Regions from separate parts of the Gossypium hirsutum genome. Here region 1 is linked to region 2. The links are chromatin contacts, called in public Hi-C maps. All regions are on one chromosome and are shown on one strand. Each heading gives the region's core, a stretch centred on a gene start, on an enhancer-like site or on the middle of the called end of the contact. The rest is flanking DNA. Distances are from core to core; before and after follow the strand shown. Region 1 has its middle 3.1 kb from the start of LOC121216660. Region 2 holds the start of LOC107955142.

Region 1 (3,052 bases), core at 80-2,579, 280 kb after region 2:
TTGATATGCCCATTCGTCTAAATAGATACTTTCTCAGAAAAAAGGGAAGTTAAGCTTAGAACTTGAAATGTATTTAGGTATTGGAATGGAAGAACGGAATGAATAAAAATTGATAAAACGAAACTTGATCCAGAAATGAACCAGCATTATGAAACAGTGTGACCTGATTTCTACAAAGCAAAGTTAAGTCTTAACAAGTTGGTTGTTTTAAGAAAGATCGTAGCCCATTATCTATATTGAGATAGGAACCAACGATATAGGATGATCGTCACACTTCAGAAAGAGTTGAGAAGGGAAGTGATAGGATCTATTAATGAACAGCGCATGAAGGTAAGTTCATGATAAGTTTGGTTTTATTCCTGAAAAGAAGAAAGTATAAAATCAGTTTAAGTTTCAAAGTTGATTGATTGGTTCATTCACTCTTACAAAGTGACCTAGGTCGAATATTTATAGGCCTTGAAAAATGCCTCTTCAAAACCGGCCATACGTGTATCCCTTAGGTACAAAGTATTTTCACATTACATGAACCCACATTTAATGTTTGGAAATTCATCATTCATTCCCCCTTGTGTCGTCCATGCATCTTTAGCCCTTAAGCAATGTTTGTTCATCTTTAAGCATTTAATTAGCAGGAATAATTCATGCACATGCATCCAAATTGAATGGTCCCTTCATGCACTCCTTAATGGCCGAATATCCATGCATGGAAATGGGAGATGGATTGACTCTTAAGCTACTGGTTCATGAACAATTCCTCTCATACATTCATCTCCACTTGACCATTAAAATGCCTTCATGAATCAGCCTTTAAGTGACCGAAAATTCCATACATCTTCATGTAGTTGAATGGCCCTTGGATCATCACTTGAATGGTTACATTTGTTCCCCAAACTGGCCACCCATCGGTGTTCCATTAGAGCACAATAAACAACATTTACGACACTTTAAATATGATAATAAAGTTGTAATAAATTTGGGCAAATTTAATAGCTAAATTAAAAAATATTTAAAATGCAATTAAAGTGAATAAATAAACTAACAACTAATTTAACTAAAAACCACCAAAATTAAAGTTTAGCAATCATGAGCTGAGGGAAATTAAATAAATGAAAAACTAGTTGTGGGAAAGCAACCAAACAATCTTCTTAGACTTAATTCATCACGTGCAACAAGTTGCACCAACCTGGATCCTTAACTGGAGCCAAATAGTTGCTGAACGGATTGGGTTCAGCCAATAGATGTTGAATTAGGCCTATGAATGACTCCTTCATTTTCTTGGCCTTAGCTCGCGTAATGGGACCCAAAGGAATTTTAAGGGCATCACGAACCATTCTTTCTTCTGACAATTCTTCTAGATTCGACCCAAATGTTGTGGGATTAGGCTTCTTGAGATTGGGCCTATAAGTTGTATACGAGATCACGTCATCAACATCCTACCTAGATGTAGCAAAATCCTCAGGTTCGATTCTGCGAGTCGGGTTCCAAGGTTAGAAGATGAAATATTTTCCTTTTGAGTCAGAAATTCTCTCTGACAGTAACGAGTACCTTGCCTCAAAAGCGACCATTTAGTTCCAAGAACTGTGACTACTTTCAAAACATCTTGAATTCTTTTCGCATTAACATCTTCACATAGGGTCAAGAAATCATCGTTCTCAATATCAGGCAAATCAAACAAGCCATTGATGACTAATGTTGTTAGAAACAATTCCCTTTCTCCCATCTGCAATATTGTTACTGTAGACAGATTAAAATGAGAATAAAATTCTTGAACAATACCTTAATCCGAAAGATTTCAGACATCAAAAACTACTTTCCATCCCCGTTCATTAACGACTTCCTGAATGAATACCGGCGCATCGGCATCGCTATTACTAGTAAGCTGGAAACCCTTATCCAGGAGCATCGATTTTTTCTTAAAGATCGTAATATATCGTGCTCTTGCAATCAGAGTTCAGAACAAGGGTTTTAATCAGTCTGAATATTCACTCTTTTCCATTTTCGAGACATAATACTCTTGTTTATGTGCAGGGAGATCTGGTCGCTTAGGGTGGTAGTCGTTTATTTCTGATACAAAGAGCTGCTACTACTGGCTATGCGACTAGGTGGTGGCAAGGGAGTGGAGCGGATGGATGCTGCAATTGGTTTTATGGTGCTTGTGGATGGTGGAAAAAGAGTTGTTGTTCGGTGATGGTGTCACAATATGGTGGTGTGCAACGGTGACGGGGTAAGGGAGAAAGGTGCGGCAATTTGGCTGTCATGGGTGGTGTAGCAGGCTGCTGATGAAGGTGACAATTGATCGTGGAGGGAAAGGCGAGGGCGTGGGATGGGGAAGGCTAGGCGGTGACGCTTGAAGGTGGAGAGAATGAGACAGGATCGACGGTAAGTTGGAATGGAAAAGTCAAGGCCGCGACGGTTGGGAAGAGAACCAAGGGAAACAAAAAAAGAAAAGAAACACAATAATAAAAAGTAAAATCATAATTTTACCTAATTCAAAAATTAAGCTAATAAGGGATTTCTTTATTATTATTCTTTATTTACATATTTATATATATTAGGTACATAATAACTAATTTTATTTATTTACGGACTACTCAATTTTTTTTTAAATTAGCAGCCTTCCAGCATAAAAATCATTACGGATCAATTAAAGTGAGTTAAATAATTTTTTCCGCTCAAATTCACCGGTTCGACAATGTTTCAACCATTGCCCACTTACCTTAATCTTACCTTCATAAGGAAAGGCTTGACTGACAGTGGAATTCTCAGGTCATCGAAGTTTAAGTTTTACCTAGATCAAATACCCAAGATCGGGTCAACCTTCACTAACCCTCGATAGTCAAAATTATTCTAGCAGTGGTAAATGATCCTAACTACCGGGACTTCAGTTTCCCTGGATCAAATACTCTATTTTGGAACCGTCTTTTCTGACCTTTATTAGACTCTTCATCAGCTTTTGAAAATCTTCCATGTGTATACCAATAACAACTGTTACCTTGAGAATCTGTAATATGACATTCGGTATCCTTTTTGTGCCTTTTCAATTTGATAGGTA
Region 2 (3,072 bases), core at 541-3,040:
ATTATAATTGTATAACATATTTAAAAATATATATAAAATTTAGTGATGAAATTATAACTTTTCTAATTAAAATAAAACTTTTTGAAAATTTAAGAGGTAAATATTTTAATTTATCTTCTTTTAATTTCAAATTAATAATACCATGTGAATAATACTATTTGGTATGTTGAAATGCATGGTAATACAACCTATCATCCACCATGATAATACTACATCACATAATTATTGGTCTCGGGCGGTTGGGTGCCTAAATTTTTATGTTTACAATGTTAATGCTTAAGTTAATAATTTTTACGATTGGTGAGTGATTGTTAAAATATTATTTGTATACTTTATTCATAACATTTGATAAAAAATCATAACTAAAAATATATTTTATATATGATAAATAATTTACAAGATAAATTTTGAGATATAAGTTCTTTTAGGAACACAAATTAAATTTCGGCTATATATGTCCTCTTTTTTTCTTCCATAAAATTGTATAACAAAAGAATATTTTAAGTGGGATTCATTTGAATTTAATAAAGATAGCTTTATACAACTTGTACTATATATTAAATTTTTGATTGAGTTGTTATTATGAGTTAATCGAGAATCAACTCAATTAATAATTATTAAAATACAATTACTTTATAAAATAAATTATATTATTTAATGATGTTTTTATTTTTTATATTTTTTATATAAATATTATACACCCAATAAGATTTGACTTAAGACACTATATTTTTCAACATATTTATTTTACCATTTCAACAAAAGACTCAATTGTTTTATATATTATTTTTATAATATATTTATTACATATATTATTAATATCCTCAGTATAAAGATTGAAGGTAATTTAGGAATCATATTAAAAAATTAATCATATATTCTTAATGATCGTTATTGCAAGGAAGCCGGGCTGGCTCTAAAAGAAGTTTACAAAGTGTTGTAGATAAAGTGGTACTTTCATTACCCACAATTGCCATATAAGAGTATGAGCTCAAATCTCGTTAAGAGCAAATGTTGGCATTTCCTCGTGAATGGAGGCACTCTCACTCCATGAACCCTCTGAGGCTCTTAGTAGAGTCGGGAGACAAAACTTGAATAAAATTGGGCATAGATACCTCAGGTCCAAACCGACCTGTTGAGAGGTTTATTGACTCCGGACAAATGACACTTCACAGATTTTTTTCGGAAGCTCGACTTCCCCTCAACAATGTAATCTATTAACATAATACAATATATATTTGTTTATTTTTACAATGACTTATATTTTTTTTGTTCAAATGAGAATGTATAATTAATTGTAACATTAGTACAAAAAAAAATACTAAAGATCTTAAAAACATTTGATAGCTTAAGAGAAATAACAACAGTTGCAGACTTGACATAAAAATCAAACCATACCAAAAAGGAGCAAACAATTTATATTATATCTAATAATTTTATAAAGAAATAATTATGTACAGATAATACGTATATTTGAGTCATATTCTTTATTAAAAAAAAAAAGAAGTACCCAAGGAGACACGTGGCAAACAAGGGTTGGAATTGAATCAAATGAGATGTCCAACTTGTGTTTGGTGTTTGAATGATACATGCATAGCCATTTGTCAAAAAACCAGACATAAAAAATGAACGAATTCACATGGGTTTTCCTTTTCTAGGCTTTAGCAAAAATACCCTTTGTCTAATTCTCTTTCGATCTTCAAAATGGGATTGAACAAAAGGAGCTCAAACAGTGAAAACCCCCTTTTCTTGGGCTTATAAATAGGCTTGGATCCTTTGCCAACCAACAAACATATCTCTACATCTGCACTGCAAACTCTTCACGTGTTTCTCAGCTTTCTCTGTCCCTCTCTTTTGCTTTCCTTCTCTTACCTCCTTCCTACCTCTCTTGCACTCTTCTTTACTTTTATCTCTTTGGTTTGTTTCTTTTGTTTTGTGAGAAAAAAGAAAATCTTATCCACTGGCCTGACATTGCCAGCCACCTTTTTGTCTTTGTCTTTCTTGTTCGGTCTCGTTCTTTGAGGGTTGTTTATTGTTTTAAGATATATATATCTCAAAGAGTAGTTTTGTTCGTTGGTTGACAAAGAAAGATAGTTTTTTTAAACCCCAAAAAGGAAAAAAAAAAGTTTACTTATTTTTCTGGTATGGAAAACAAAAGGCAAGTGAGTGGCTCTTCATCATCATCATCATCATCATCTTCATCGTCTGTTTCTTTGGATCATCTCTTTGGTCCAAAGGACTCTTCTTCTTCATCAACTACCACAACTGGGCTTTTTGGGACTATTTTTCCCCCTCCATCAGTGGTAAACCCTTTTGCTCTGCATTTTCTATCCATAAAATGATACAGCTTTGTTGATTTTGACGAAAAAAGAAATACCCTTTTACTCATTAGTTACCTATTTACTTGCAGACATGTGAAATTATGATACTGGGGGATAATATACTTTGATTGGAAGTAACTGAGAAGTTGATATATTTAGGATAAAGCTGGTTTAATTGTATTTAGGGTTTGTATATTTCTTTTTCTAACATTATGGATTTATATATTTCAAGTGAATGATTCTTTAAAAAAGATGCAAAGAGATGCTTTATATAATACACTAAAATTCTATACATCATGTGCTTGGATATATTCACTAAGTGGATAGATGCTAGCTAGTGGGGTTTACCGGTCAATTTTTCTTTGTAACATCTTAAATTTGCAAAGTTAATATGTATATTCCAATGCTAGCTAGTGGTGGGCGAAAAGTTGGCTTTGGACTTTGCATTAATGGAATTATTGGTGACCTCTGGCTATGTATGGCTTGTTTTAATTGTGGTTATCCATTTTTGTTCTAATTTTTATAGGTTTTTAATGGTGAATAGATCTAAATTGTTCTCTCTTTTCTGATTTCAGGTGCTGGGGAGGGACTCAACTCACTCCGGAATTAGAGGTTCATGGAATACTCAGGGTTTGCCCCATCATGCCAGATATGGAACAGGTTTTTTTGTTGCCTTCTTGTATTAATTTTTAGCATTTCTCCTTGCATTTTTCTCCTAGTTTTCTTCTGTTTGACATATTTGGATATATAT

The links. Hi-C and Micro-C count contacts between places; a contact is called where the count stands out from the background.
Region 1: a contact with region 2 is called in a Hi-C map of leaf, with 3 times the contacts expected there. The contact joins the enhancer-like site here to the promoter of LOC107955142 in region 2. A contact is called at or near these places in 3 of 34 Hi-C or Micro-C datasets (hypocotyl and leaf).

The regions. Positions count from the first base shown.
Region 1 is chrD04:12,590,417-12,593,468 of Gossypium_hirsutum_v2.1, forward strand. No RefSeq gene overlaps it. Among protein-coding and RNA genes, the nearest start is that of LOC121216660, 3.1 kb to the right of the region's middle. Within about 2 kb of position 1,330, at least 3 of the 9 cell types and tissues checked have an H3K27ac peak or open chromatin away from gene starts, as enhancers often do. A contact at or near this core is called in hypocotyl and leaf, where this site is marked.
Region 2 is chrD04:12,306,762-12,309,833 of Gossypium_hirsutum_v2.1, forward strand. LOC107955142 reads left to right here and starts at 1,791. Exons shown (of 6, transcript XM_016890869.2): 1 at 1,791-2,303; 2 at 2,897-2,981. The coding sequence starts at 2,145.